7 separate regions of the Mus musculus genome follow, and regions 2, 3, 4, 5, 6 and 7 are each linked to region 1. A link is a contact called in public ChIA-PET and HiChIP or PLAC-seq data. All regions are on one chromosome and are shown on one strand. Each heading gives the region's core, a stretch centred on a gene start, on an enhancer-like site or on the middle of the called end of the contact. The rest is flanking DNA. Distances are from core to core; before and after follow the strand shown.

The links. ChIA-PET counts read pairs in DNA pulled down with a chosen protein or histone mark. HiChIP or PLAC-seq counts read pairs in DNA pulled down with a chosen protein or histone mark.
Region 2: an RNA polymerase II ChIA-PET map of memory CD8 T cells shows a contact between it and region 1, with 88 read pairs. The contact joins the promoter of Tmem42 here to the promoter of Sacm1l in region 1. A contact is called at or near these places in 2 of 39 promoter capture datasets (embryonic stem cells and erythroid cells), 8 of 484 Hi-C or Micro-C datasets (the Ba/F3 cell line, CD4 T cells, centrocytes and 4 more), 6 of 115 datasets of contacts at active chromatin or transcription factors (astrocytes, effector CD8 T cells, embryonic stem cells and 2 more) and 3 of 9 other capture datasets (adipose tissue, liver and pancreatic islet).
Region 3: an H3K27ac HiChIP or PLAC-seq map of heart atrium shows a contact between it and region 1, with 4 times the contacts expected there. The contact joins the enhancer-like site here to the promoter of Sacm1l in region 1. A contact is called at or near these places in 1 of 15 datasets of contacts at CTCF or cohesin (the NIH/3T3 cell line), 5 of 484 Hi-C or Micro-C datasets (the C2C12 cell line, bone marrow-derived DN3 thymocytes, cerebral cortex and 2 more), 15 of 115 datasets of contacts at active chromatin or transcription factors (SST interneurons, acute myeloid leukemia, bone marrow-derived macrophages and 12 more) and 1 of 9 other capture datasets (embryonic stem cells).
Region 4: a contact with region 1 is called in an H3K4me3 HiChIP or PLAC-seq map of pro-B cells, with 3 times the contacts expected there. The contact joins the enhancer-like site here to the promoter of Sacm1l in region 1. A contact is called at or near these places in 6 of 115 datasets of contacts at active chromatin or transcription factors (DN3 thymocytes, effector CD8 T cells, embryonic stem cells and 3 more) and 1 of 9 other capture datasets (liver).
Region 5: an H3K4me3 HiChIP or PLAC-seq map of bone marrow-derived macrophages shows a contact between it and region 1, with 3 times the contacts expected there. The contact joins the enhancer-like site here to the promoter of Sacm1l in region 1. A contact is called at or near these places in 1 of 39 promoter capture datasets (cranial neural crest), 1 of 15 datasets of contacts at CTCF or cohesin (the NIH/3T3 cell line), 21 of 484 Hi-C or Micro-C datasets (B cells, the G1E-ER4 cell line, the N1E-115 cell line and 13 more), 16 of 115 datasets of contacts at active chromatin or transcription factors (the 230-238 cell line, the NIH/3T3 cell line, bone marrow-derived dendritic cells and 9 more) and 2 of 9 other capture datasets (adipose tissue and pancreatic islet).
Region 6: a contact with region 1 is called in an H3K4me3 HiChIP or PLAC-seq map of embryonic stem cells, with 11 read pairs. The contact joins the promoter of Cdcp1 here to the promoter of Sacm1l in region 1. A contact is called at or near these places in 1 of 39 promoter capture datasets (embryonic stem cells), 1 of 15 datasets of contacts at CTCF or cohesin (the NIH/3T3 cell line), 2 of 484 Hi-C or Micro-C datasets (bone marrow-derived macrophages and embryonic stem cells) and 5 of 115 datasets of contacts at active chromatin or transcription factors (acute myeloid leukemia, embryonic stem cells and pancreatic cancer cells).
Region 7: a contact with region 1 is called in an H3K4me3 HiChIP or PLAC-seq map of stem cell-derived neural progenitor cells, with 32 read pairs. The contact joins the enhancer-like site here to the promoter of Sacm1l in region 1. A contact is called at or near these places in 1 of 39 promoter capture datasets (neural stem cells), 9 of 115 datasets of contacts at active chromatin or transcription factors (the 230-238 cell line, bone marrow-derived macrophages, embryonic stem cells and 3 more) and 1 of 9 other capture datasets (pancreatic islet).

What each region holds. Positions count from the first base shown.
Region 1 is chr9:123,527,947-123,532,122 of GRCm38.p6, reverse strand. Sacm1l (SAC1 suppressor of actin mutations 1-like (yeast)) reads right to left here and starts at 2,370. Exons shown (of 20, transcript NM_030692.5): 1 at 2,202-2,370. The coding sequence starts at 2,233. It overlaps n-TRacg2 (a tRNA gene), which reads left to right and starts at 2,626; the gene lies at 2,626-2,698.
Region 2 is chr9:123,018,883-123,023,058 of GRCm38.p6, reverse strand. It overlaps Tmem42 (transmembrane protein 42), which reads right to left and starts at 1,733. Exons shown (of 3, transcript NM_025339.4): 1 at 1,489-1,733; 2 at 747-893; 3 at 1-220. The coding sequence starts at 1,680. The coding sequence ends at 86.
Region 3 is chr9:123,135,394-123,139,569 of GRCm38.p6, reverse strand. It overlaps Exosc7 (exosome component 7), which reads right to left. Exons shown (of 8, transcript NM_001081188.1): 8 at 3,441-3,671. The coding sequence ends at 3,567. Among named protein-coding and RNA genes, the nearest start is that of Clec3b, 13 kb to the left of the region's middle. Within about 2 kb of position 2,104, at least 79 of the 459 cell types and tissues checked have an H3K27ac peak or open chromatin away from gene starts, as enhancers often do. A contact at or near this core is called in the C2C12 cell line, the NIH/3T3 cell line and heart atrium, where this site is marked.
Region 4 is chr9:123,927,213-123,931,388 of GRCm38.p6, reverse strand. It overlaps Gm51701 (a long non-coding RNA gene), which reads right to left. Exons shown (of 2, transcript XR_003948284.1): 2 at 2,683-4,176. Among named protein-coding and RNA genes, the nearest start is that of Gm51701, 4.2 kb to the right of the region's middle. Within about 2 kb of position 2,263, at least 183 of the 459 cell types and tissues checked have an H3K27ac peak or open chromatin away from gene starts, as enhancers often do. A contact at or near this core is called in DN3 thymocytes, effector CD8 T cells, embryonic stem cells and 3 more, where this site is marked.
Region 5 is chr9:123,175,703-123,179,878 of GRCm38.p6, reverse strand. Cdcp1 (CUB domain containing protein 1) reads left to right here. Exons shown (of 9, transcript NM_133974.3): 7 at 1,826-2,191; 8 at 4,060-4,144. Among named protein-coding and RNA genes, the nearest start is that of Gm23323, 15 kb to the right of the region's middle. Within about 2 kb of position 2,323, at least 17 of the 459 cell types and tissues checked have an H3K27ac peak or open chromatin away from gene starts, as enhancers often do. A contact at or near this core is called in bone marrow-derived dendritic cells and bone marrow-derived macrophages, where this site is marked.
Region 6 is chr9:123,213,679-123,217,854 of GRCm38.p6, reverse strand. Cdcp1 (CUB domain containing protein 1) reads left to right here and starts at 1,817. Exons shown (of 9, transcript NM_133974.3): 1 at 1,817-2,027. The coding sequence starts at 1,946.
Region 7 is chr9:123,235,524-123,239,699 of GRCm38.p6, reverse strand. No RefSeq gene overlaps it. Among named protein-coding and RNA genes, the nearest start is that of Cdcp1, 22 kb to the right of the region's middle. Within about 2 kb of position 1,814, at least 101 of the 459 cell types and tissues checked have an H3K27ac peak or open chromatin away from gene starts, as enhancers often do. A contact at or near this core is called in neural stem cells, pancreatic cancer cells and stem cell-derived neural progenitor cells, where this site is marked.

The DNA.
Region 1 (4,176 bases), core at 1,121-3,620:
GTTACAAAATTATAAAGAACTTAGAATTCAGGTAGTTAAAAAATGTGGGCTCCAACCTGTAGTCAGTAGAGTAGAAGTGGAATTGTAACTGGGAACTGGAGGGTAAGCAAAGAACATCTAAAAGGTGGGATTTTAACAAAGCAGAGATAAGCTGAAGAAAGTGTGTGACATGGGTGCAAGAAGTTGTCATTTAATATCCAAGCACTTCAACACTTCAGGAAATTATATACCAATACATCTACAATAAAGTAATTTATTTCCGTTCTCTGAGACAGGGTTTCTCTGTGTACCCATGGCTGTCCTGAAACTCACTCAAGACCAGGCTGCCTGAGACCCACTGCCTCTGCCTCTTAGGTGCTGGTTTAGATTAAAGTCAAGCGCCACCATCAACCAGCAAAGTAACTTCACATATGGCTCTTTTTAGGTATTTTTAAAAGTCCCACCATTCTTAGATAGTTCAGCAACTAATTCAGCCTACAAGTACCTCTAAAACAGAATATTCTTTGCCCATGGGGTATATTTAAAAGTTTAAATAGAATGGCTAAAAAGGGGGGAGGGGTGAAAACAGATTCTAACTCACAAACTCCCTGCTAAAGAAACACTTGCAATCAAGTTCTATCTTCACATTTATAGAAACATCCAAACCCTAAAGACTGATATGAATGTCCATATAACCCCAGACTCATAGTTTCCACTTCATTACAAAACCACCATTTCCACTTCTAAAGGATAAATTCCCTTCTCTTCTGTGTACACATAAAATGGTGTCTGCCTGTAGTGAAGTCTGAACTGGAGAGGATGGTAAGGATGAAGTATGAACACTCTTATTTTTTAATTTTATATATAAAAGAATTATTCACAGAGGTTGAATAACCTGCCCAGGAATCAAGGAGGATGGCTGCCTGTATTGAGGTCTGGCCTGGTGAAACTCAGTGCCTGGGCAGCTCAAAAATAATCTTCCTAATTCTCAAGTTATCCATCTCAATTATTCTTCGATGCAGGAAAACTCAACAATATCCTGTAACCGAAAGCCGAGCTACTTCAAGGCAAGACTCCAAATTGCTTAAACACATCTGAGACCTAGTGTAAGATCATGTTCAGCCCTTCAACAACTATCAGGTGGACAATAACCTAATTTGCCAGTAAAGGACATGTGACTCGGGCCGGACATAGACCAGTAAGTACACTTTGCTTCAACTGTCACCAATAAGGTGATTATTCACTTTACAAAGGAAAACTAATTAAAAGAAATGTGGAAGGAAGGGTGGCGCTGGGCTTTTCAAAGAGAACTGTATGTAGCAAGCAGAAGAGGCATAAAGGGTGAACACAGCAAAACATGAAAAGTGTTGGGCAGATGGCCTCCCTCCAAATTCTGGACTCATAACTTTACACCTTCAGTTATTCATTGGGCGTACCCAAACTACATTTGTTTCCTGCAAACGAACTGGGATGTCTATGTCTAATTAACAGGATAATTTAACTTGGCTTTTCGAAAGTTATATTTGCTTCTGCTACTAAAGGCATTCCCAGACCGTGGTAAATTATTAAAGCGGTTAGGGCGAAGTTATTCACAAACAAGGAGTGTAGGTGCTGAGGGTAACACAAGAGAAATTATCCCCCATCTCCTCTAACCCAGGACGAGCCAAAGAGCTTATAAATGTCTATTTTTTTTTTTTTTTGCACCTCTAAACATCCAGTGGCTGGGCCTCAAAACCTCAAGTCCTGGCTTTGCCAAAACTCAACATTGCTACGCCAAAATAGAGGCGAGCCTACTGTAGCTGTCGACGCAGTCTGTTGGAATAAGCACAGTAAATTCGACCGGCCCTTAGGACATCTGACTAAATTATTGCTGCGCCCTAAGAAGGACCCGTCATTGAGACTCCCAGGCCCAGAAAGCCTGAAACCAAGAGAAAGGTTAGCTCTGCCGGCGGACGTCAGAGCACGCCCGGTGAAAAAGGCCTCTCCCGGAGGCCACCCAGGGAAAGCTGGCTGCAGCCTCCGGTGCTGCGGGCTGCGGCTCGGCTCACCGCGCCAGGTCCAGCGGCGGGCGAGGCTGCGGGACACTGGCCTACGCTGCAGCCAGGCTGGACGGGGAAAGCCCAGCCCGCGAGCTCGGCCGGTGCGGGCCGCACACTCCCGGGCCTCGGCGCCCGCTCGCCCCTCCGCCCTTCCTGTCAGCGGCCGCAGCCCGCGGGACTCACAGCTTCAGATGCTCGTAGGCTGCGGCCGCCATCGTGCAGCTTCCTCCTCTTCGCTCCACCCGCAGTGTAGCCCGCTGCCACCCCGGCTCCGCGGCGACCGCTCCCCAGGCGCGGTGGTCAAGGAGCCTCGGCCTGGCCCCACCCCCTCCCGGGTCCGCCTCTCGGGCGAGCACGGGAGCCGGCGGCGGACAAACCAGTGAGCTGCGAGGCACGCCTCCGATGCGCGGATTGGAGCGGACCAAAGAACGCCGTGACGTCGCCTCTGGGGATTGGTGTAACGCGTTGCAGAGAAAGGCGGAGTCCCGGTAGCTTTGCACTGAGTCGCGACATTCAACAAACCGACCAGACTGAGGTTAGAAGCAGGAAGCATAGTGAAGCTGTGTAATTGGAGATCACTTATCGTGGAGGAGGCCTCCTCAGCACCGGGCCAGTGGCGCAATGGATAACGCGTCTGACTACGGATCAGAAGATTCTAGGTTCGACTCCTGGCTGGCTCGACGTGTGCGATCTTTTTCCTGAACCTTGGAAGGCCTGCTTGAAAAGGATCATAGCTAGATTGTCAAGGTCAAATGTCTTACGTTTTAATGTTGCTTTGCGAAAAAATAATACCTTCTTGGCTGTATTTGAAACCCGGAGTTACCTAAAACGGTTTGCAAGTTTCCTAGCTCCCCTGTTCTTAAAATTGCGCAGGAGTCTGGAAATGTACTCTTACGAAAACACTCTTGAGAGTGGAGGTTTGCAATCAGGGACAGGGACATGCGTGGCCAATGTCTTCCCACCCGATGACGGAAAAATCTCACCGAAAGCTCCTAGCTGGTAGAACACAGACGGCACTGACATGAGAAGGGCGTAGCTTCTGCTCTTCATGATTGGTACAGCGGCCTTGGCTAGCTCCGCTTGCAAAGCCGACCTAGCCTCCACTGCACAAGGAAACCTTAAAAATTCGGGGATTTCGCAGTAAGAGGCCCAGAAAAACGAGTACATGAACATTTTACGTAAGACCTGAGATAGCCAGAAACAGATGTGACGAAGGTGGATCGGGAGCAGGGCTCAGCCTATTCATTAACCAGTCACTCCATGATTAAGTTGTCCTAGAAAACATACCCCACTCCCCAGGAGTTTATTAAAACTGTATCAGATAAAGGAAATTATTGGGGCAGAATTAGACCAAGGACCAAGGGGTGTGGCTCACTCCTGCAGTCCATACTGCTGGATATAGACCAGGCCAAATGGCTGCCTTTGCTTTCCAGAGTACTGGAATTTAAGGTACAAGATACCATACCAGGCTTCTACACTTCTGAGGATTTAGTTTGCTTTTAATGAAGTTATAGTGGGTTGTTTCTCGAGACCGGGTTTCCCTGTGTAGTTTTGACTGTCCTGGAACTTGCTCTGTAACCAGGCTGGCCTCCAACTCAGAGATCCCTGCCTCTGCCTCCTGAATACTGGTGTAAAAGCACGCACCACTACTGCCCAGCTAACAGTATTTTTTGTTTGCTCTTTAATTTTTTGTCTGAGATTTGAGATCATTAATATGCATTGTTGTCAGTTTTAGCACTTAAAAAAAATGAGGGTTTTTTTTTTTTGTTTTGTTGTGTGTTTTGTTTTGAAGGGTGTGTGTGATGTGTGTACGTGCAGAGGGGGGAGGGGAAGAGAAAGAGAGACTGACTGAGGCTGTCTTATATAAGACAGTGGGCCTTTACTTGGCTATGGAAATGGACTTGGAACTCTGATTCAAGCTCCCAAGGTGCTGAGGTTATAAGCAAGCACCACCAACCACACCTGGTTTAAGAGTTCTTGCTTTAAGATGTTCTATTTGGGTGGATAAGTGGACACTTTAAAGGTCCATCTCATAGGCATTTAGATTTTTGGTACATATTTTCAAATTGCTCTGTGGAAAAATTAAAACAATATACCCTCTGTCACCAGAATGTTTCCACACATGCTAATCAACATTAGATATTTATGAATACATATA
Region 2 (4,176 bases), core at 484-2,983, 510 kb after region 1:
GCCCTGGAAGCAGCCCAACTTGTCAACCCTTGGCTGGGTATCATGGTTCTCTTTACAGTGGGTCTGGTCTATCCACCGACTGGCCTCACTGCTCCTTGCTCTCCTTCCAGGTGGGTGGAAACTTCCTGTGGATCAGGGTGAGCCCACAGAGGATGAGGAACACCCCTCCCCACCATAAGATCTCCTGGCACTCTCCATACAGCAGGTAGCCTAAGATGGCCTGTGGAAGAGACAGCTGTAAGGGACCTGGCCTACCCTGGTAGGCTCCACCATTCCTTGGCTGATTTCTTCCTGAGGGGCTAGAGGCCAAAGTCTGGTGCTTTGCATCCAGCAACCACCTTCATGATCAATCCACGTATTTCTGTCTCCTCTGTGGACGTAAGAGGTTACCACCCCAGCTGAGCACTGAGGCTCAGCAGGCTAGCAGGTAGGGCCAGTACGGACATAGCTAGTACCCAGTAATCATAAACCCAAGTTAAGCTGTCTTCCAATTCAAGACTGGGTTCCCTTGACCAGACCCCCTAGACCCCATAGCTAATGTTAGAGTTCTTGATTGAGATAGCTGGTGTTATCCCAGAGTGACATAGGTTTCACTCCTAAGTTTTCCATGTTTAACTGTTCCTTGCCTGGAGACAGCCCAACTTTTGTTTTACTCCCTGTCCTTTCTAGAGCCTGGAAAATCAGGGGTTTCCCAAGGACAACTAACTCACCAAGAACCCTAAGAACAAGGTCACCAGGCTACTCACCGAGCAAAGTATGTTCGAGAAAGTCACTGTGACAGATGCAATGGCTGAAGACATAGAGAAACTGAGGCCCCGGCTAAAGAAGGTCCACATCAGAGAATTGGCGCTTGCCATGGCAACGATGCCTAAGACACATAAGCCAATATTGACCTGCAGGAGAAAGTGTCACTGAGCTACAACCACCATGGGCATAACCTTGAAAGACTGGGAGATGTTTACACGTCTCATACAAAGCATATGCGGACCCTGACTGATAGGCAGAGGAATTTGCCTGCAGACAGGGGGCAGGGTTATCTTCCACGAAGACCTCAAATTTCTTGTAGCTGAGTAGCCTTCTGGAAAGATATGACTTTACAAAAGGACTGTAAGTCGCCAGAAATCTATATCAAGCAGTCCCCTGTTCAGGTCAGGATCGAATTCTCTGATGCAGAAGCTCCGCAGGCGCTCAGTCCGAACTCTTGCCAAGGACAGGAAGAGATGGGCAACCGGTTATCTCACCTTAGGTGTCACGTGCTAAAAAAGCTATGGCAAGGGGACTTAAACTGAGAGGTGGGCTTCGAGGTCCTCCCCCAGGAGGCAGTGCCTAAAACCAGGTGGTCCAACATGGGCGCAGGCGGGAACCCAGGTTAAGCCGCCCTCCTCCCCGCCCCGCCCCGCCCTCCCCCGCCCCGCCCTCCCCCCGCCCCGCCCTCCCCCCGCCCCGCCCTCCCCCCGCCCCGCCCCCGCGTGGCGCCCCGGGCTGCACCTGGCTCCCGAAGGCCAGCTTGGCGGCGGCGGCGGCCAGAGCCCCGAACGCCCCGGCGCACAGACAGTTGAACACGCCCCAGAAGCGGCGCCGCATCGCGCCTTTCTGTAGGCGAGCGGGTAACTCCACGGGTGAGTCAGGGTAAGCGGCCGCAGACACGGCGGCACCCGAGGACTGCGGACCGGCCGCCATGAGGCCCGCTGCGCCCGCCACGGCCGACTGCCACGCACGCCGCCACCCGCCGTGAGCCCGGCTAGGGCGGAGCCAGGCGAGTGAGGCGAATCTGCTGCAGTGGAGTCCGGAGCCGAGCCGAGCCGAGCCTACAAATGAAAGGAATCTGGAGCCCATACCCTGCAGCGTGTGCAAACCCGCGACTAAGGAGAGCCTGCGGCTCCGGCGAACCTGGGGGATGGGAATCCGGTAGCGAGGACCGTGCGCCACTGAAGGAAGCGTGCTACCGAGAGGTACCTACTGTGAGAGAGGAATCTGCTGACGTGAACTTGGGGAGGAGGGGAGTTTATCTCCGAGGAGAACCTGCGGCGGAAGTAACCTTGTTTCTGAAAGAGCCCTGCAGTCAAGGGGAACCTGCTTCTGAGAAGACGGGGAGGTCTGCCACTTTACATGGATGCGCACCTAACATGCTAATCCTGAAGCCAAGCTGCACCTTCAAAGCACCTCTGCTCCCTCGTGGACGCAGGAGATGATGGATCTGGAGACCGGCCGCTTGAGACAGAACGTTGTTTGGGAAAACGTTTGTTCTGCCTGGACCATCAGAAGCACAGTCACTTCTAAGTTCGTGTAAAGTAATTGAGAACGACAAAAAAATTGAAAAAACAACCAAAAAAAAAAAAAACCCAAACAAACCGTAAAATGTCATCTACTGTCGGTAATTCCAGATGCTTAGGATGCTGAGGCAGTTAATGGTCATCCTGAGCAACTTAGGGAGACATTGTCTCACTTGAGAGGGCTGGCAGCCAGGCATGGTGGCACACACCCGTAATCCTAGCACTTCTGAAGCTGAGGTAGAATTACTGAGTTTGAGGCCAGCCTGACCAACAGAGAGGTACTAAGCAAGCCAAGGACTTTTTGAGACTCTCAAAAAGTTTTTGTTTTTGTAATAAAGGAGAGTTGGGGTTATAGCTCAGTGCTTCCATAATACATGAAAAATCCTGAATTCAGTCAATGGCAGTGTGTATGGATATATGTTAGGGATACATTTCCTTAAAGGAGAGCTGTAGAAGTGTATAACGTGAGCTAAGTGTGGTGGTTGGTACACATGAGGAAGCAGAGGCAAGTGGATCTCTGTGAGTCCGAGAACAGCCTGCTCTAAATAGCTCTACATAGCCAGGGCTACACAGCAAAACTTGTTTTGTTGATATATAAAATACAAATAATATTTAATGTATGGGGCTTGGAAGAAACACTTTATTCCCTGTTAAAGAGCTTTTTCATGGACATTCTTACATGCTACCTTGCTTCTCATGCGGGTGGTTTTGTGGATGAAATAAAAGGATGGATTACTGGGGTTTGGAGAGATTGCTTAGCAGTTAGGCAGCTTGCAACCTTCCCACAAGTGCCTCCCAACCTCATACCTCCAGGGGTTCCACTATTTTCTGGCCTCCAAAGGCACCTATCCTCATGTACATATATATACACCTGAACACAGATACACATTAATACATAAAATTAAATTTTAAATAAAAAGAATAGATTATCCCAATTAGTCCTATGTGGTATAAACCACTCCAATTTGCAGATAAGGAAGTTGAGACTCAAGGGTACTCACTGTACTATTCCACTTAATAATGGAGATAGTGTGTGGCAACAACTGATAGGAGAAGCTAAAACAAATCTAAGCTGCATCTGTCAAAGACTTTATCCCACGGATTATAAAGGTAATTAACAGAAATGACCTTCATGTTCTGGCAGAGTAAGGTAAGTAAGTAAGACAACTAATTCACACATCTTATGCATGCTCTGTAGAGAAAAAGTGGGCAACAGTGTATTGTCTAGCTATATGACTTCCAAAATTAGTGATTTAAACCAAGGAAAGTTAGGGGGTTGATTTAGGGTATTATTTGTGTATCCATGTCAGAACCTGATTGGCCTGGGTGTGACGGTGTGTAACTAAAATCCTAGGACTTTGGAGGCAGAGGCAGGGGGATCAGGAACTTAAGGGAGTTTAAAAGCAAACCTGGATTACATGAGACCCTGCTTCTCCTATAGCTTTGGTTACTATGGCCCTTGTACTGGCTGGTTTTGTGTCAACTTGACACAGCTGGAGTTATCACAGAGAAAGGAACTTCAGTTGAGGAAATGCCTCCATGAGATCCAACTGTAAGGCATTTTCTCAATTAGTGATCAAGGGGGAAAGGCCCCTTGTGGGTGGTGCCATCCCTGGGCTGGTAGTCTTGGGTTCTATAAGAAAGCAGGCTGAACAAGCCAGGGGAAGCAAGCCAGTAAAGAACATCCGTCCATGGCTTCTGCATCAGCTCCTGCTTGAGTTCCAGTCCTGACTTCCTTTGGTGATGAACAGCACTATGGAAGTGTAAGCTGAATAAACCCTTTCCTCCCCATCTTGCGTCTTGGTCATGATGTTTGTGCAGGAATAGAAACCCCGACTAAGATAGCCCTCAAAACTAGGGCTGGAGAGTTAGCTAAGAGATTAAAAACACTTGTTCTTGCAGA
Region 3 (4,176 bases), core at 855-3,354, 390 kb after region 1:
GACGGATACATAACAGCAATTCTGGCTCATCTGCTACCCATGCTGACCCTGGATCTGTAAAGCATTCATATTCTCTTGTCTACTCCACTTCTCTCTAGCCAGGCGCACAGCACCAGTGCAGCCGGCCACAGTGGATTCTGACAGGCCACCTGGAGCCCTATCACTTTTACCCCCTCCCCCCCCTCCAACTACACATCTGTGGTACTGTCCCCATCATGTGTCAGAAGAAAGCAGGGAGGGCTGGGTTTCAGCCAGGACAGACACACTAGATTAATATTTCCCTAAGGAAATGTGTGCTAAGCCCTCCACCCTCAAGGCTATCTTATTGTGCTAAGTGTAGAAGCAGAGGTGGAAAACTGGGAAGAGGGTCAAGGCACAATGCAGTTTATTTTTCTGTTTTCCTCCACCGCTTTGAAAACATTTAAAGTCAAAACTGGACAAAACAAGATCTGGGCACCCCACCTAGATCTGCTTAAACATGTGAAATTCTGGCTCTGCATGCAGCTGGCCCTCACACAACCCCTCACAGATGTTTCCTTTCAGCCCCAGCCCTTCTGGCCCTGTGTCAGCAGCAGCGTGGCCTAGCCTGAGGCTGTCTTCCCACACCCTTCAAAGGCCAGAGCATCCAGAATACAGATTTCTAACATGAAAGCAAGGGTGATCCCACCCGTACTCAAAACCAAACACAAATAGCTTTTGACCCTGGCCATCTGTTCAAGTATGTGACTCTGGCCCTGTCTGTGTCCTGGTGCCTGTGTTGGGTAGGTCTTGGGAGGCCAAGCTCCCAGCCTGGTCTCATGGGGCTCACAATACTTGAGGATAGAAAGTGAAGCAGGATTCCCATGATCCAGATCTGGAGACACCTAGCAGGTGTCTTCTGGATACACTCCTATTCCATAGACTCATCACTTGTCCCATGTGCCATCTTCTCAAGGGACACACAGGAGTCACCTGTGGGAGAGTTAGTGGATAGCCTGCAAGGTTAAGGGAACAAGGGCAGTGCTGTATGCCCACCTCTTCCAGAAAAGCAGAGGGGTGTTGAACTTAGTTCTCTGCCTACATGATTAGTGCTCCTGTTGCTTCCGGCCTCCAGGATGTCTAAACTCAAACTCCTCTCCCACACATTGTCTTGGGCTTTGGCAGGTGTGGGCCCAGCGCTGTTTGGGGGATAATGCAGATTAAAAACCATCACACAAGCATCAAAGGTGTTGCTGGGGCCTGATCCACAGCCTACACTCTGAGTCTGCAAAGGCCCTCGGGAAGAGAGTAGCTGGTGACAGACTACTTACTTTCTGCAGAAGGTCCCTCTTCTGCAGGATCTTAGGGCATGCCATATTCTTAGCTTTCAGAGCATACCCCTTCTCTCTGGAGAACTTTGGGTAGTGACCCAAACAAGTTTCTACTAGCTATATATCCTTCTCCCTTCATGAAAAACAAGCCACCAAGTGTTCTATGACCCTGGCTCCCTCACTGCTGTCCCAACGTACAGAACCAACTTACCTACAAACTGGAGTTTTCCTCTCTCACCAATTTTCCCAAAGAGCCAGAGGAAGATGAGAGGTGAACAGGGGGGTGGCATATGAATCCGGGTGCCCTGTCCCAGGCTTGTGCCCATAGTACTGCTGTGGTAACCTCAACATTCATTTTTACTACCCATGGGCACATACAAAAGCACTAAAAGTGGTCACTGTCCTACACAGACAAAGTGATCGAGTGGAAGCGGTCCTTGGAACCGAGGCTTGTGCACCTCATTCACATTTGAGGCACCTCTCTGCACCACCACCGCTAATCACTCCTCGTGGGTACACAATGGGCACAGGGCAGAGGATAAAGCCTGTCTCCTGCCTTGTTGGGTAACATGGCATCTGTTGTGGCATGCACTGGGAAAACACAACAGCCCAGCTATGCTATCAGTAGGTAAGCAGCTTCCCAGGGACACACAAATCCAGCTACTTCTTTGCAGGGATGGATGGACCTGGTCACACGAGGGAGGGCCCATGCCTGGGCCTCTGAAATTAATGCACGAGGGCTGCAGCCCACACTGCTCTTTCCATTAGATGATAAGTTCCTAACACCTCGCCCTATTTGGCTGACTCAATGCAGAATGCAAATACCTCTGGCTGAAATGTTCTCCATGAGTCAGCTCCCTCCCAAGGGCCCAGTAAGACTGATTTAGGAGCTTTAGCTCTCCTGGAAAACACACAAATACTCCTGTATGCACGAAGCCTGAATTCCACCATGCTGCACTGTGAGTAGACTATCTTCCTTACTGTCCCCAGACAACTAAAGCTGGCTAGTAAGTCAAATGACAATAGTCCTTAAGCAGCCTTTATAGTGCTGATACAACACGGCCATCTTATGAAACATCAGGGCGGGGTTATAAAACACAAAGGAATTTGAAAACAAGACTGGAGTCTGATATGCCAGAACATGCCTGCAACCTAATCCCGAGCAGGAAGACTTGGAGTTCAAAGGCATCACTGGGCTACATAAGACTCTGACTCAAAACAAAAGCAGAAAAATCTAAGAAAGGTAGGATAGGATGGGGAGGGACCCAAGTGTCCACTAAGCCCCTGACCCAAGGAAGGATCTTCTGGGTCTCTTGGCTGGCAGGACCTGGTAAGGTTACCTGGCAGGTACAGGCAGGAGGCCTGGGCCCTCCTCTGTGGCCATGGCTTCCTTATTCCTGACCCTCAGAAGCACCAAGTACACGGTGGGTGGGAGTGGTTTGAATTGATTGATGATTGATTAATTTTTGTGACACGGTTTCACTATGTAGGTCTCACTTAGCTAGCCTGGAATTCACTATGCAGAGTAGGCTAGCCCCACACTCATAGTAATCTACTTACTTCTGCCTTGCTGGTCTTGGGATTAAAAGTTTGTGTCACCAAACCTGGCACTGTGATTTTTAGTGCAAAAGTTTTATAAAGAAAAAAATAATTCACAAAATACTTACTGCAGGAGCCAGGCAGTGGTGGCGCACGCCTTTAATCCCAGCACTTGGGAGGCAGAGGCAGGCAGATTTCTGAGTTCAAGGCCAGCCCGGTCTACAGAGTAAGTTCCAGGACAGCCAGGGCTACACAGAGAAACCCTGTCTTGAAAAACCAAACACCAAAAATAAAAAAAAAAAAACCCAAAAAACCAACCAAACAAAAAAAACCAAACTTATTGCCGGAGGCTATTTCTTTAAAGCACTTTCTCCGAGGAGTCTGATTGGAGACTGGGTCTTGTTAAATTGTCTCAGCTTGAACCCTCCCCAGTGCAAGTATTCAGTCTATGCTACCATGTCTAGCTCCTGCAGGGTCTTTACTTCAGTGTTTGCTGTCATTCTCTCGTACTTTAAAGCAGGCAGCTCCCGACTCACTTCAATTCCATCCTGGCAGCAGACTGCTAAGCAGGATGGTGTCTTGGTATAAAGCTGGAGATGCTAACAACACCAATGGACCAAAAAAAATAGACTTTATTTTTACATTTACAAATGTGGAATTAAATTTTGACAATTAAGAGAAATATATACAAACCAGTGTCAATGAAAAGTGAGGCAACCAACGTGCAGTGGAGAGAAATCACCCCAGGAACCCGACTCTCGGCCTCTTGGGCCCCAGGCTTTCTTCCTTGTGCAGAAGGCTCTGCAAGGACACGTGCAGCACCTTGCCCACTCGCTTGCTGCTCTGTAGGATGACAGGGACAGGACAGAGGTCACCTGCTAGTGAGGTACAAACTGACCAGAAGCCCCCACCTGCTGGCTAGTCTGCCCAATACCTACACATCTGTCTGCATCACAGAACTTTTAAAGCAGCTTTTCATTTGCCCTACAAATTAGGTATACATTCCACAGAGCTACACTCCAGCTCACTAACAGAAAGACCAGAACAGTCTTTCAATAAATACAACATGAACTCTAAACCCCAACAGCATCACAGTTACACCCTGGAGATCCTCTAAATACACCAAGCATGAAGGGCCAGGGAAGACTGCCCAACCATCAGTGCTCCTGTGGCCACGACAAACAGCCACATTGCCAACCAAAGCTGTCCAAGGCACTGTTTTATAATAAGGATAAAAGACCACAGAGAACCCTCCGGCTGAAGAGCAGACTGCCAGGCCATCTTACTAATAAGCCATTCCTAACTCAGCTGACAGCAGCCTCCCAGGTCAAGTCTCAGGTGCCTAAGT
Region 4 (4,176 bases), core at 1,014-3,513, 400 kb before region 1:
TGTGAATTTCACATCATGCACCCCAACCCACTCATCTCCCTGTCCCTTCATATCCACCCTTGCAACCTCCCCAAAAGAAAATAAAAAAATATATATATCATGGAAGTTGTGGTGTGTCACAGTGTGTCTCACAGCATACCATTTTGTTCATACATATTTACTTGGAAATGTTTATTGCAATGAGTCATCGGTCTTGTTTGACGACTCTGACTTCTGCTGCACCATCAATACCGGATCCTCACCAGGACTCCCTCTCAGATATCCTCTAGTTCCCTGTGTCACAGAGATCCTGCAGCTCTGGATCTGTACAACCAATCCCTTTATCCACCAGTTCATAGATGGGGTAGATGTTGGGATGGGCCAACTCAAAGCCCTGGATCTGGGTAGTAGCTGAGTACCAACTCAGCCCTCTAGCTCTCCCAAACCTTCACCACTAGAGTGAACTCTCCAGCACTGCCCTGGCTATATCACCCAATGCCACAACTGACAAGGGGCAGGGCCAGCTCTACTGCTCTCATGCCCTCACCCGTGGCACTAGAGCCAACTCTACTATGCTGCCCAGGTGAGGTACAAAGCCCACTCTCCTGAGTGCTGTAGCCAGAGAGGGGTGGGGCCAGCTATCCCACTGTCGTGACCCCAGAGACAGCTCTTCAATCTGCCTGAGGTGGGAACATCTCTCCTGTGCCCACACACTCTCCAAGCAGCTCACTCAAGCCCCTGCCACCAGGGCTAGTTCTACTATGCTGCCTAGGCATGATTCGGGGCCTGGTATCCCAAATGCTGCAACAAGTGAGGCCATCTCTTCATAGCCCTTTTATTATCAGCATGGTCCCAGGCAGCAGACAGACCAGGGTCCTCTGCATAGACTTTGGTTGTAAAATGAACCACAGAAATCAACAGAGACCCCTGCTGCTACCTGGTCATGGACCTAGACATGGCCCTCAGCAGCAGTATCATAGGCCAGGGCTTTATCATGGCCTCAGGTAGCAAAACAGGCTACACACATTAGGTTATTCCGCTCCACCCTCACATCTCCAGTTCTGCCTCTCTTCATACCGCTCAAACCATTCCAAGTCTCTTTCTTTCCCATCTTTACGCTACATATTTGTATATCATAGTGGCTCATGGTGGGTGAGCCTCTGGGTCATCTGCTGTTTTCTTAATGATAACACTCCCACTAAAAATGTATACAACTCTCTTTCCCCCACCTTTTCACCAGCATCTGTTGTTATTTGTTTTCTTAATGATAGTCTTTCTGACAAAGGTCCCTGGTAGCCTGGAAGTACGCCAATTTGGACATCTAATTCACTCTGGCTGGCAGATAATGATGATTCAGTTGACATTCTACTGTTACCGTGTAAGAAAACCCACAGATGGATGAACTTGGCAGGAGCATACTTGTGCAGGGAGATGGTAAGGCTTTTGCCAGGAAGAGAGAAAGAGAAAGAGAGAAAGAGAGAGAGAGAGAGAGAGAGAAAGAAAGAAAGAAGGAAGGAAGGAAGGAAAGAAAGGGCAGGAAGGGAAGAAAAGGAAAGGGGACGCAAGGACAGAAAAGAGGGGGAAATCCCACAGGTGAACAGCCCAGCTTTCCTGAATCCTATTCTATAAAACCATAATTAGAATAGAATGGGTGCTATTATATCTATTATGTGGAGTAATTTACTACACAGCTGGGATAATCAGTACATTACTATAGAGGAGTATGCAAAAATTAACCAGGAAAAACTCAAAATCAAATTTTATGCATATTCTAGCCTGATATACATAGTAAGTTCCAGATGTCCAGGGCTACAAAAAAGAAACCCCATTTTCTATTTTTAAAAAGTACTTTATCATTACAAAAACATCAAAAATTCATAAAACTTCCTCTGTGTGACTATTTTAAGGAATCAATACAAGATTTGAGAAATTACATGGAGTCTTGCAAAGTCTTGATAATGGAACCTGTTGACAGTCACAAAGTGCACTCAATCCCTTTGGAGTCTCGGAGCTCCGTGCTAATACGTGTCAGTCTCCGTCTTGGACCACACCTTCTAGAATGCCTGAAATTTAGAGAGAACACTAACGAATTATCAAAACCAGCCTTTGGTGTGCACTCAAGTGCGATGGAAAGATTTCCTAAGTCATCGTAATTTGTTCACATGGAAACAGCAGAGAAAGCTAGAAGACACTAGCTTCGAAACTTCTTAGTTGTCTGTCCCTGAGCCCTTTGTGGTACTTCCTCCTCAGAGCCCAGCTCCAGCAGTCCCCTTAGCGGCTGTTTTTAGCAACCACACCCTCTGACTGTGGGTTTGCTCTGCAGTGGCTTTAAGGTTTGAATACGAAATGCCTTCCACAAACAGACACTACAGAATCTTAGGTGTCGAGACAATGGGCATTTGAGAAGGAATTGGAACCTTCAGATCCTGGACTCCTTCCTTGGTAGATTCGTAATATGAGAGCATTCTTAGGAGACAGCCAAAACAGGAAGTGGGATCCAGATAAGAGAAGCAGGTCGTTTAGGGTGTGCCCCTGAAGGATGTATCTTTTACCCCTTCCCCTTTGTGTCCTTCCTGTCTCCTTCTTTGACTTCTGGCCACTATGGGGTGAACAGTATCTGCCGTATACTCCTGCCACCACGGTGTTCCACCTCACTGAAGATCTAGAAACACGGCAAAGGGTCAGGAACTAAGCATCTGAAACTGTGACCCAAAACAAATTCTCTCTTTAATTTGTTCCTCTCAGAACACATTTCACTATGTGTCATAGTGGGGGGAGGGGGGAGTCTAACACAGAGTATGTACACAAAGCCTCACAATGGGACTGTTGATGTAATTCGGTTGGTAGAGTGCTTGTCTATTACCAGCAGAGCCCCGAGTTCCATCCTCAGCACTGCACAAACCAAATGTGGTTTAGTTCCAGCACTCAGGGAGCAGTAGCGGTTTGAAGCCAGCCTAGGACACCCTGTCTCAAAACAAACAAATGAAAAACATTGGGATTCAATGAACAGAACTGATATTAGTCCACTGTGTTCATAGCGTTCATGATGGTCCACGGTAGCTTAGACTTCCTGGTAGTCATTTCCTTGAGTCAGGCTGACCTTAGAGTATAGAAAGAAGTTTACTGTCTTGCTGTCACGCATTGCTGTTGCTTGCGGTCATGTCACAGGACTCTGAGGCAGTAGTGGAGAGACTCGTGAGATGAGGAAGTGAGGTCTCTGCGAGCAGCCGGAGGCATGAACACCTGAAAGCAATTAAGCCCCACCTCCAGCCAAATCTCCTAATGACGGAGTAGACGTTCTCCCTCGTCCGAGAGAGACTGTAGTGAAACGACCCCACTAAGATGTCTCAAATTCCCAACACACAAGACTGTATGACACAATACATGCTTCCTGTTTAAGTCCTGATGTCCCATGGTGATTTTTACTATTTATATGTAATATGCTCATCATGCAAATGAAAAGTAAGCTCAGAGACAGCAACAGAGGACGCACAGTGGGACCCCAGAGCAAAGGCTGATCGTTCACCAGTTCTTCAATTGACTGCAGATGAGAGAGGTCAGGTTGGGGGACACTGAAGCCATTCCCAAGCAAGATGGATGGGCCACCAGCTCAGCTCCTCTCACTGGCAATCTCTGAGAACAGAAGTGACCCAGATTCTGTTTTCCCTTGCTTGGGGAAACATCTGCCTCCACATGCACGGTTCTCTCCACCTAAACAAAATAATTGACTCAAGTCCCTGTGCCACTGGACCTCCACTGGCGCCACACGTGAAATGACCACTGACTCTCACAGCTACAGTGCTGCCAGCTGTGCCCAACGAGGGCTGTGGGGCCGGCCTCGCACCGAGGATCACTGCCTACAACTCTGACCTTGCCTCACAGGTCCCCCGTTGTTGATTCGCGAGGTTACTCTTGAATAGGTGCTAAGGGAGCTTTTGAAATGCACACGATATCCAGTTACTCACTGGTCATATGAATGTCAATCACCCCTGCACAGGCGGGGCTACAGGCTATTTGAGCTCTCGGGAGGAAGCAGAATGTGATGGCTACTGAGTAACAACCAGCCAGTCCTACTGGTTCTGTCTTTTCATCCTTGAACACATTCCGTTAAGAGTCACTATAATCCCCAGGCACAAGTGAATTGAGCGAGTCAAAGGGTTTTAGAAAAGAAAGCCACATCGCCGGGGCGTGGTGACG
Region 5 (4,176 bases), core at 1,074-3,573, 350 kb after region 1:
CAAATACATAAGGAGGAACATCTTAAGGAAGGGTTTTTTGACTCACAGTTTACAAGTACACTCCACCATAATGAAAAAAGTCATAATTTAGAGAGAAAGGATCGTTGTCTGAGTTTGCTCCTCATCAGAAGTGCAGGACATTGGGTCCTAATCCTGACAATTTCATCAACCTCCCATGGAAATTTCCAGTTCTTATAAATTTGAAAAATGTTTCTGACAGTGAGAGGTGTGGCTGGTAGACAGGAAGACAAGTCAGGTTCTAGTCTTTTTGGGAAAGCTGACATGGGTAAAATAAGAAATGACAAACTATTCCCCAGCCCTGCTTTGACAGTTCAGTATACCATGGAGAGCACAGCAGGGGAGGGGGTGGTTACTAGGGAAGAAATAGCAGATGCAAGGGTCCTGTTCTACAAGGCAGAGGCAAGGTCAAGGTCCACAGTGCTCTGAGGTAGAGAATGAAGTCTAAATGGCTCTCTGGGGTCACTTGAATACAGCTGATTGCAAAAGTCAAATCACCATTGCGTGTTGCTCAAGGATGGTGCTGCTACAGTAGAGGTCAGGGATGGTGGTGTTGCATCAGTGGTCAGGGATGGTGGTGTTGCATTAGAGGTCAGGGATGGTGGAGGTACATTAGAGGTCAGGGATGGTGGTGTTGCATTAGAGGTCAGGGATGGTGGAGGTACATTAGAGGTCAGGGATGGTGGTGGTACATTAGAGATCATTTTGAAGTTGGCTGCGACCTTTATTTGAGGCTGATTTTTCAGTGGCATGGTGGGAAAGAAATAAATCTTTGTGATAGATTAAGGTCAATCCAGGTTGACCTGATTGCCATCTTCAAGATTACGAGGGAATCCCCTTTGGGAAGCTTTGAGAATCCAGGGTTATTCTCCTCAGAGAAGAATGTTAGTTCTTATCTCATCTGGAGCATACAGCAGACCTACAGATATGTTGAAAGCCCTTTCAACATTTCAATCCTAGACATCTGCCCAAACCTGCAGCTTTGTTATTGTTGTTGTTGTTGCTCTCTGGGGCAGACATAGATATATCCTACTCCCACAGTAGAGTGGGGCAGGGAGATTGCCGCTTTGGGAATATTTCTGAGAACCCTCATTTGGCAAACTGTTCGGATGTTTGTTTGAAATGAACCTGGACACATAGTCTAATAGAGAGCGGTATCCTTCACTAACTGATACAGTACCCACATGCAATCATGTAAACCAAAATCAGTGTTGAATGAATGAAAAATATGCACTTCTGTTGCATTGGTTTCCATTGGTGAGATAACTTATATGCAGGAGAAGTTTTCTTTGGCTCACAGAATCAGACTGAATGCCATGCTTGGTAGATCCAGCCACTGTTGGGGTCTGTGTTGGAGCAATATATCACAGTAGGAGTGTGTAATGGGAGCGGCTGCTCACCTCATGGTCATCAGAAAGCAAAAAGAGAGTAAAGAACAGGGTCCCAATAGTCCCTTTAAGGGTATTCCCCGGTGACCTAACTTCCATTTGACCTCTCTCCCCTTATAGGTCCTATCACCTCCCAGTAGTACTATGAACTGGTGACTGGACCTGTACTCTACAGCCTTTAGGGGATAGCGTAGATGCTGACTATACTACTTGGCACAGTGAGCACACAAGAAGTGCTCAATAGGTGCACATGAATATTGGCTACCTACTGAACAGTCATAATATAGAACATGTCCATCATAGCAGAAAGTTCTCTTGGATGGCACTGGTGTAGACTATTCAGTATCCCTTACACTCCCTTTTCTCTCCATTTTATTGAGTGATACAGCATTTGTCTGGATCTCTTCCATTTCCTGCAGAGGAAGGCATCTTCACGGTGACCCCAGACACAAAAAACAAGGTCTACCTAAGATCACCCAACTGGGACCGTGGCCTGCCTGCCCTCTCCTCAGTGTCTTGGAACATCAGTGTGCCTAGCAACCAAGTGGCTTGTCTGACCGTCTTGAAAGAGCGTTCTGGCTTGGCCTGCCAGTCAGGGCGTGCATTCATGATCATCCAGGAGCAGCAGTCCCGGGCAGAGGAGATCTTCAGCTTGGAGGAGGAAGTCCTGCCTAAGCCAAGTTTCCACCATCACAGCTTCTGGGTTAACATCTCCAATTGCAGCCCCATGAATGGCAAGCAGCTAGATTTGCTCTTCTGGGTGACTCTTACCCCGAGGACTGTAGGTAAGAACTTTCAGAGTCTCCTGGAGGTGGTGAAGGAAAGAAAAAATTGAGGGGCACTTGAGAGGCAGAGAACAAGCTTTCGAGGCAAGTCAGGAAACAGATTGAGTCATAGCTATCCACACATCAGCTATTGTACAACATTTACTGTTTGCACATTGTCTGGGCAAGTCTGTTCTGAGCTAAGCTTATTGGGTCCACGTATTATTCATCTGCAGGCTGTACAGGTTGATTATGAGACTTTGCTGATCTTGACTATCTATATCCTGACAAAGGTCCCAGCCCAATGACCTGAGACAGTTGTGCTTACTTAACTCTGCCTTGTGCTGAGAAATGCACAAGACACCAAAGGAAGCATAGAAGGAACAAGCAGAACACATCTTCTGCCACATTCTATTGGCTCACGTGGATCCTTCTGCTACAGTTCTTCACTCTTGAACCCCATGATCTATAGGAGTTCTCTTCACTCCTGTGATCTTCATCTGTAGAGTGAGGGGGTGAAAGATCATAGGGAGACAGTAACGAGGATTAAAAAATATGAGAACCTGGGGCTGGAGAGATGGTTCCGCAGTTAGAAGCACTGTCTGCTCTTCCAGAGGTCCTGCGTTCAATTCCCAGCAACCACATGATGGCTCACAGCCATCTGTAATGGGATCTGATGCCCTCTTCTGGTGTGTCTGAAGAGACAATGGTATACTCATATACATAAAATAAATAAATCCTTAAAAAGTATATGAGGACCTGGAGAGAGATGGGGAGAGGGAAATGGGAGGGAGGGAGGGAGGGAGGGAGGGAGGGAGGGAGCAAGGGAGGGGGAGAGGGAGGGGGAGAGAGAGAGAGAGAGAGAGAGAGAGAGAGAGAGAGAGAGAGAGAGAGAGAGAGAGAGAGAGAGCCACTAGGAACTCCCAGCTCTGAAGTTACTACTTGGACCTTCTTCCTCTTCTGCTCTCTTTTTCTGTCACTTATTTCTATGTCCTCTGAATCTCACCCTTTGTTTCTTCGTGAGTCTAGTGTGGTGTTCCCTCTCAGATCTGTGCTCTTTTTCCATTGTGCGGTGTGGGGAAAAAGACAACTCAACCCAGATGAAATGACCTGCTCCTTCACTCCTTCTGCTGTTTGAGTCTCTGCTCTCCCCTCTGCTTTTCCTTCTCTACGACAGCCTGGTGACCAGGGAACACACCCAGTGGAAGCCAGGAGTAGCGAGCGTCCCACCCCTATCTGTTTCATGTATCTAAGTGCTACATACAAACTATTTCAAATTGTATTGGCTTAGACCAGTGGTTCTCAATCTGTGGGTCACAACTCCCGCAAGGATAGCCTATCAGATATCCTGTGCATCAGATATTTATATTATGAATCATAATGGTAGCAAAATTAGTTATGAAGTAGCAACAAAATAATTGTGGTTGGGGGGGTCACAACAATATGAGGAACTATGTTAAAGGTCACAGCATTAGGAAGCTCGAGAACCACTGACTTAGATAGTAACCCTTTTGTTTGCTCGTAACGAAATTCAGACAACACAGTGGTTAATATGCATGTACCAAACAGCTCAAAGGAAATAGTTCCACTGGAGACATAAACCTGGGGCCTTGGCTTTCCCTCTTAGCTCAACTGAGTTTTATACCCAGGGAGATTCTGCATGATTAACATGGGTGGCCTCTAAGAATCAAACTTGTAATAAACTGTCTGACTTCCTCTCCTGGAAAAGTACCAGCTGACAGTTCCTTTAAAGATGAGGCTCAGACCTGACTCAGTCACCTTCAGAGTTTTGTATCAGAAGGGACAAAGCTGGGGACTGTGAACGTATCCAGTTCTTCCTTATGCTAACTCTCTCGTCTCTTCCTTTGCCCTCCCATCTCTGCTCACAGATTTGGCTGTCGTCATTGGTGCAGCAGGAGGTGGAGCTCTGCTGCTGTTTGCCCTGGTACTCATCATCTGCTTCGTGAAAAAGAAGTAAGTGGAGTCTCTCCAGCTGTCTTTAGCTG
Region 6 (4,176 bases), core at 568-3,067, 310 kb after region 1:
TGTGTAGTATTGACTGTCCTGGCACTTGCTCTGTAGACCAGATTTACCTCAAACTCAGAGATCTGCCTGTTTCTGCCCCACAAGTGGTAGGACTAAAGGTGTGTGCCCACCATGCTCAGCCATAAGCATTTTTAAAAAGTTTAGCTTTTTCATCAAGATTTCTCTTTCTTGCTGGACATGGTAGTGTACACCTTTAAGCCTAGCATTTAGAAGGTAGACAAGCAAATCTCTGTTGAGTTGAGACCAGCCTGGTCTACAAAGTGAGTTCCCAGCCAGCTAGAGCTTCATTGAGAGACACTGACTCAAAACAAAACTGGAAAAAAAAAACCCTAATAATAAAAAGAATTCTTTCTATTAGTTCAGCAGCAATCCAAGAATTGCCAGTGAGGTAAGTGCACTTAGAGCCGGAAGTCTGAGACCCCATCTCCCCAACCTCCAGTTTATAGGCCCTTCTGTAGATGGAGCTGTGTTAAGGTCTTGCCTCAGGCTGCTCAGAACTGGAGAGTGTTTGCTTCTTTCTTCTTTGGAAACTGAGAAGAAAGGGATGAAGCTCTGGAGAAGTGACTTTTCATCTCCGTTGAGTATTAGCTCAGATTTTCCAGAAGCTAAAGAGAAATTGGGGCCACACTCTGACTGATACTGGGGCATGGGCTTCTGTTTCTGTCATAGATTCCTGGAAAGGTCTGAGTGACCTTGGCCATGGGCACAGTAAATGCATAGGGCCACTGAATCCTTTGGGCTGAAATCTGGCTTGCCATCCACGAGGTCCCAGACCATCTACCATCACTGCCTGTGATTCAGGACATGGGATGGCCTAGAGCAGTGGTTTTCAACCTGTGGGTTGCAACCTCTTTGGAGGTCAAATAACATTTGCACAGGGATTGCCTAAAACCATCAGAAAACAAAGATATGTACATTAAGATTCATAATATAAGCAAAATTATAGTTATGAAGTATCAATGAATAATTTCATGGTAGGGGGGTCATCACAACATGAGGAACTGTATTAAAGGGTTGCATTATTAGAAAGGTTGAGAACCTCTGGCCTAGAGGATAGAAGACTCCACAAGACCTCTTAAACCAGAACTAGGTAACCTAGCTATATCTGAGAAGAGATTGGCTGCAGGACAGACCAGCTTCTGATCAGAATCCTTCACGCTCACACCCACTGCCCAACTCAGTAGCACTGTGCCCACTCCCCTACTCACAACCCAGCTAAGGGCCTTGTGCACCTGCTTGGGTTTCTTCTCTTGAGCCTTTCCAGTCTCATGCACCCATTCAATCTACTCTTCCCACAATCAACGCAGGGTTTCTGAAGTGTCTCGTTCTAGCACCCTCGTCCAGCATCTGTGAAACCCTTACTTCAATAAAGAACAACCCAGCAACTTGGCAGAACCCACCCCGTGCCTTCACATCTGTCCTAACTTTGCCCTGCTTTGGCATCTTTGGGCTCGTTGCCCAAATAGGAAAGCTTATCTTGTCTGACACTGGGAAGAGCTGGTGAACTCTGGACACTGCAGGGGAGAAGCTGGAGCAGGCCTAGGCCCCTGTCCAGCAACAGAGAAAGCCAAAAGGTTGGGGATCAGTGACCAACAGGAACCTCAACCAGCACACCTGAACAGCGGAAGGAGAAGGAGCTGGCTGGCAACAAAGTCTTTTGGACTTTGAGAAAGGAACTGAAGCCCGGGAAGGCGGGGACAAATTTGCCTCAAGGCCACCGGGCAAGGGAGGGTAGTACCTGAGCTGAGGCAGGAAGAGGAGGAGGCCACAGAGGAAGCGTGGGTCACCCTCGCTCTTGCTGAGCGGGCGGGGCGGGGTCCTGCGCGCAGGTGAGCGGCGGGGCAGGGCGGGGCGCAGCTGCGTTTCGGTGCCTAGGCGCCACCGAGGCCACTCGCAGACACAGGCCACAGTCGTGCCCTAGGGAGACCGAGGCGCCCCCCGAGTCATGGCCCACTCGGCCTGCGGGTTCTCAGTCGCACTGCTGGGGGCCCTGCTGCTGGGCACAGCACGCCTGCTGCGCGGGACAGGTAAGAGCAACCTGTGGCCGGCCAGGGAGGTGCCTGGAGGTGGCGCGTGTTCAGGGGTTACACGATCCGGACCTGGTAGCACAGTCCTAGATGGTGGGGCGAGGTCCCCGGGACGACTCGCCCCAGCGCTCAGGCACGTGGGAGAGTCCTGGACCTGGGTGAGCTTCCCTGGCCTAGGAACAAATAAGCGCGCGGAACAAGCCTTAGGAGGACGTTCTCCAGGCAGCACATTGTGCCATGGGTACTTTGCTGAGACTCTTAGGGATACTCGATTGGGACGTGGGAGAGCTTTCTTCTTCGGGCCCACTCCACACCTGGGCCAGAGAAGTGAGTGCAAGAAGAGGGTGGTTTGACTTCCCGCTGAGGTACCATTTTAGCTGTCCGTGCGTGCGCGCCCGCTCATCCTGAGGCCTAAGGACAGCTTCAAGCGGACAGTCACCAGGCAGCAGCGGGCATCTAGCTGCAGAGACCCCACAGGTGCCCCACCTCTTCCCTGGTGGAAGGTTGGAGTGTAATTCCGTGGAGCCTGTGAATTTCGAGTAGTTTGGATTGGGAGTAGAGGCTGCTCTGATCTCGGAGATCGCTCCAGGAAAGAATAGGATTTGTGGGCCCTAGGAGTAGAATACCGCGAATAAAACTAGCTTTCTTCAAGTAAGAACTTGATGTGAGGCTCTTTCTCAGACTCGCACAGGTTTTTATGTTTTAAAAAATAGTACGGTCCAAGTCATAGTTGGGGTCTGTAATATCAACAACTAAGGGGGTGTTTGTTTGTGTTGGACAGGTAGATAAATTAGCATAAATTAAAGAATAAAATTAAAACGGTGTGGTTAGACTTGGGCGTAAGCCGCAGGAAAACTTCCTGGTTTCTTTTTCCAACATTAGGTGATATATAACTGCATAGTAAACAGGAAGACTTAAGACCTCCTTTTAAACTACACACACAGACACACTGTGGTATATATTTTGTTGTTGCTAGCTAGGGTTTGGTTTCTGTTTTTCTGGGTCTCCCGGTGTCTCCCAAGCTGGCCTTAAAACTACTGAGTTTCATGCTCCCACTCCATACTCCTGGAATTCATTACAGATGTGGGCCACCACTTTCTTAGGAGTGAGTTTTCAATCCATTTAAGGGACAAAGTATGTAGTCCCGGTTGTAGAGTGTCTGCCTAGCAAGTACAAAGCCCTGGGTTCAATTCCCAGCACTTTATAAACTGGGCATGGTGGCTCATACTTGTGATCCTAGCATTCTGGAGTGGAGGCAGGAGAGCTGGGAATTCAAGGTCAGTCTCAGCCTCATTGTGAGTTCTTTACAGGCCTGGGATATATGAAATTTTGTCTTAAAAACATTTTAAGAGCAGAAAAATAGGAAAGGAATGCATGTGTGCATGAGAGGAGTGGGGAGGGTGTACCAGCATTCTTGGAGGCAGGTGACACTCTAGGGAATGTTTTGAGGTGTTTCTGACTTTCTATGGCAATAGTCAAAAACTTCTTCAGTGGGAATATGGTCTAAGTCCAGTAATCGTTGAAGACAAGACCTGCAGTCTGCTCTGAACTGGCTGCTGTCTGTCTACTCCTCGGGAGAAGTAGAGTTTATTCTTAGACCAGTGGGAACATGGATTCTTGAAGTGGTTACATGAATTTTCATAGTCATAGAACAAAATAAAATTATAAATCAAGGCATTTACTACATATATTGGTGGGAACATTTAGTAGGTTGGTTACAGACAGGGTTGAAGTCCCTGGGCAAGGTCTCATATGCTAGCTGATGACATATATGATGGCTGTTGGGTTCATAGATGACATATATGATGGCTGTTGGGTTCATAGAAACTAATGATCACCTAAGTTAATATAATCAAAGAGTTTTTACCTGACACTAAGATGTTAGGTCAGATATAGAGGTGGGTGGAAAATGGCTTTAAGGAGACTAAAAGATTGTCCACGATAATTTTAACTCTCAATCTGCAACATTCCAACTTATCACAATTAGGACATTCACAACAGCCTGTCAGTCTGCAGGATTTGCAGCACAGATGTGGGTTTTCAAAGAACTTCACCTCACATATCACACATTTTACTCCCCCAGACACGGAGGTTGTCATTTAGTTCCCAGGAGTTCCACTCGAGTCCTGTCTTCCAGGAAGCTCTGAGC
Region 7 (4,176 bases), core at 565-3,064, 290 kb after region 1:
CTGTATAAGGAAGGAGCCCAAGAAGCCCCCTCTCCATACCAGACATTGAGACCAACGAGTATCCCTACCAGGAGTCACAAGATAGGGTTCACAGATACCGGGGCCACCTGTGATGTGGGCCATCTTTTATTCATGTTAAATGAAATAAGCTAGGCTCAGAAAGACAAATTCTGCATGTTTTTCTCTCATATGCAGGATTTATATTGTGTTTGTGTGTGTGTGTGTGTGTGTGTGTGTGTGTGTGTGTGTGTGTGTGTGTGTTTACCATAAAACTAAAAAGGGGACCATGAGACGGAATGAACAGATCTTAGAAGGAGAAGAAAGGAAAGGGTAACGAAACTCATGTGATATGGCTGCCAAAGGCGCCCAGTGAGGGAAAGACAAGAAAAATGGTGGAGGATGGCCAGGGAATGCACTTAAGTCAGACACCAGGCTCAGGGATGTGTCTGGCGGAGGGGGAGGGGGAGGGGGAGGGAGAGAGACTGGGAGAGAGAGAGAGAGAGAGAGAGAGAGAGAGAGAGAGAGAGAGAGAGAGAGAGATATTCCCCTGGGAGCAGCCATGAACCCAACCTCTTTCCCATACTGGCTGACATCACATTTCCCGACACTCACGGAGATGCATATTTCCTCATTACAGTTTAAGAATATATCTACATTATTAAAACAAAAGGCTCATTTGAGAAGCCTGTAGTTGAGCTATCAGAAAGGGAGTGTGTCCCCTGTACAAGCCAGATCCAGGAAGCAGTTCCCCAAGCAAACAAAACAATGAAAAACTGACTCTCTTCCACCCATATAGTAGAATAGAAAACAGAATGTCCTGGCCTGTGTTAGCTGCCTGAGCAGACACACACCAGCCTGCCTTCATTTGCATGGAGGGAACTGTACTGGAAATGCATGGCCAGCATCTTACCCTAACCCCGGGAGGCTCCCTCCACAGCGGAGAGCCCACATCGCTGTATTCTTCTATTATTTTCTGCTGCTCTCTTCAGTGTACTAAATAAACTTGTCCTTCTCCCAACTTGGATCTAAACAGTACATTCTTTCACTGACCCAGGAAGTTCCCCAACCCAGATTGGTAATTCAGCTTTTTTTTTTTTTTTTTCCTGCTGCAATTCTTTAAAAAAAACCTGATGAGCCTCAGCCTAGAAGAGAGTTTGCCTGGGGTCCTCTCTCCTGCTATAACTGCCAAGTTTCTTTGTGTTCCCATGTATTTCTTCCCCATAAACAAGAACAATACTTAGGTGCTACTGTGGACATGGGCCAATTTGTGAGCTGAACTAACCAGGGCTATAGGGCTTGACAGTAATTACAGCCCTCAGAGTTACTTCTGCAGGGACTCACCCACCACAGGTCTCTGTTGGTTTGTTTGTTTTGTTTTGTTTGTTTGTTTGTTTGTTTGTTTTAAAAACAGAAGGCAGATTATATCTGCCTTCCAGGGACGGGCAGTCTGGAAACATGTCTGCATTGTGGGGTAGGGGTTCTTTAATTCTAGCATGTTCTGAAATAATAGCTTTTAAAGAGTACTTTTGACTTAGTTTCCTAAAGACAAGCCTCCTTATCCACCATCCTCCCCACCCCCACCCCCACCCCCACCCCATACACAATAGAATCTCAAGTTCCTGATCTTCATTTCCTGGAGGCAGATGAAAGCTGGGAGGCTGGCCAGGGACCTGCCCACAACATCCAGAGCTTGCCCCTCTTGCCTGTTCCCACAGGCTTTCCACTAAGCTGCATTTTTCTTTCTAGTTCCCTCAGCCTCTGTGGCAAACCCCCACCCTGAGAGAAACTGAGCCGGGTGAGTCTGCACATTGCCCCCTGCTGACTCACCTGCCAGCCTGTGCTCAGTCAGCACCCACCCCAGCACCCAGGGCGGGTGTCTGTCCCTCACATTTGCATTTCTCTCTACCACATCTACTGGGCCAACTCCTTTAAGGGTAGCTCTAGCTTCACTGCCCACAAGCCCACAGCTTGTATGGCCCCGCAAAAGTGCAGAAACTAAAATTGCTCTTGGGCCAGGTAAAGAATTCTTCAGGCAGCCACATGGAGCTGTGTGTCTCTACCCAGCATCCTTAGAAACTGGGTCTCTAGAAGGGGAAAGCAGGAATCTGCATGTCCCCTTGTGTTCCCATGGACCTTTGAATGCCCTAGAATCAGGGAATTGGTTTAGATTTCCCCCACACTTGAGAACTACATTCCAAGTCAGAGCCTACAAAAAGTAACTTCTCTTTCCCTTCCTGGTGTGAGTCTGAGCAGCCAAGGAGGAGGCCTCTCCTAGGGTCATGCCAACCCCATGACACTCAGTGTTTGCAAGTTGGGCATGCCCATACCCTACTCTCAACTCATGTCTGTCCATGACCCTGAAGACCAGCATGCCAAGGAAAGATGAGACAAACAAAGATATAATTAGGAAAAAGGTATGGGTGTCATCAAGCCAAGCCAAGAAGGAGCAAGGTCCTAAGTATGACTCTGACCCATCCAGGGTTACTAGATTTAACAAACGTGCAGCCCAGATGCCCACATAAAAATGAGCCTCAGATATGCAATGGCTTTTATGCACACACACAGTTTGGGACATATGTAATTACTGCAAAGATTGTTTATGGCTTCAGTCTGTCTGCTGTGTGGTAGCCCTGACTTCAAGAGTAGGCAAGACAGTGCTGACCAGAAAGCTCAGGAAAGCCACCAGGTTGTAAAGAAAGACAGGAAACAAACAAACAAACAAACAAAAACCACACTATCAGGCTAATGAGATAATGCAATGTAAGGAATTAAAATTCCACCCAGGAGTCTTATGCTAGGGGAAGGAGGAACTTGCCTCTCAGGAGGAGATTTCATAGTTTTGACAGCTGGTCAGACAGTGATGGGCAAGACCATACCTTAAGTGGAACTGTTTAGCTGTGTGGTCTCTGACCCTCTATTTAAACCTAAACTTCACATCAGGATTCTGAAGATGGTCTTGGTTGAAGGGGTTGTGTGGTCAGCAGCCTGCTTGCTCTTTTCCATGTAGCCACACTGAATAAATCTTCCCCTGCTTCTATTACTTGCCTCTTTCATTGGCATTGGTGACAAATGGCTGAGCCCCTCTCATTAGGGCTACAAGACTCCAAGTTTTGATCCGAAACACTCCAGTAACAGGATGAATCATGAAGCCAAAAGAGGATGCCAGGCACCTCCTGGCACCGATGGCACCAGAGATTGGATTGTGAAGTTCCTTGTCCATTTCATGGTTTTTATTTGTTTTGTTTTATTTCTTCATTTACAGTATGCTTGGAAACCACATGGGGAATATGATCAGTTGGGGCTGTCAAGGGTGAAGATGGTACGTTCATACCAAGCTGTCAAGCTGAAACCTACAATATCTATTTCTTCTCCTGCTGTAAAATCCTATGACCCAGTAAACCTTCTGGGGTGTGAGACTCTGGGATAACTTAATATACACATAGCTTTGGGACACGCAGAGCAGGGTCTTCCCACATGATTTGCACAGATGCAGATTAGCTAACTGCATCCCATCTAAGACAGAAAGATGTTTGAAAGGCAGCACCATAGTGCCTGGAGTTAGAAGTTCCAGCTGAGTCAAGGCAGGAGCTTCTTCACAGAAGATGACAGGTTTATTCATCGTTCCTTCTCCCCCAGCCGAGTAGTTTTAGGGAAGATGTCTGGAAAGACCAAAAGGGCTTCAGATGGTGGAGCAAATGCTGCCTTACATCTGCATAAAGATGTAAGGGCCAAACAGCAGAGGAGAAAAAGCAGAGGACCAGCTTTTGAAGGGTGGATTTCAAGTGCCTACAAGCCAGAGGAAGGGCTGTGTGCAGAGGTGGGGACTTTCCCGTGAGCAGGAAGTCCTAAGGGATTTGACTTTGACAGTCTTACAGCAAGCTGATCTCCACGTAGCCCAAGGGAAGGGATTCTGGGGGTGGGGGGTGGAAGGAAGAGTTACATAAGGGACCATTCAAGGAAAAGCTGCATGCGGCTTACACCATGCCAGGTCCTAAAGTGCTGTGTGGCAGCTTTGACTGGTCTGCAAAGCAGGTTGTTGGTCTCAGATGTCAGCTTGATTGACAGATACCTAGGATTGGAGAAAGAAAAGTACCTATATCTATGAGAGTGTTTCCAAAGACAGCTCACATGTGGGATGGTAAGTAGGCAGGGAGGACCTTGAACAGGATCAACACC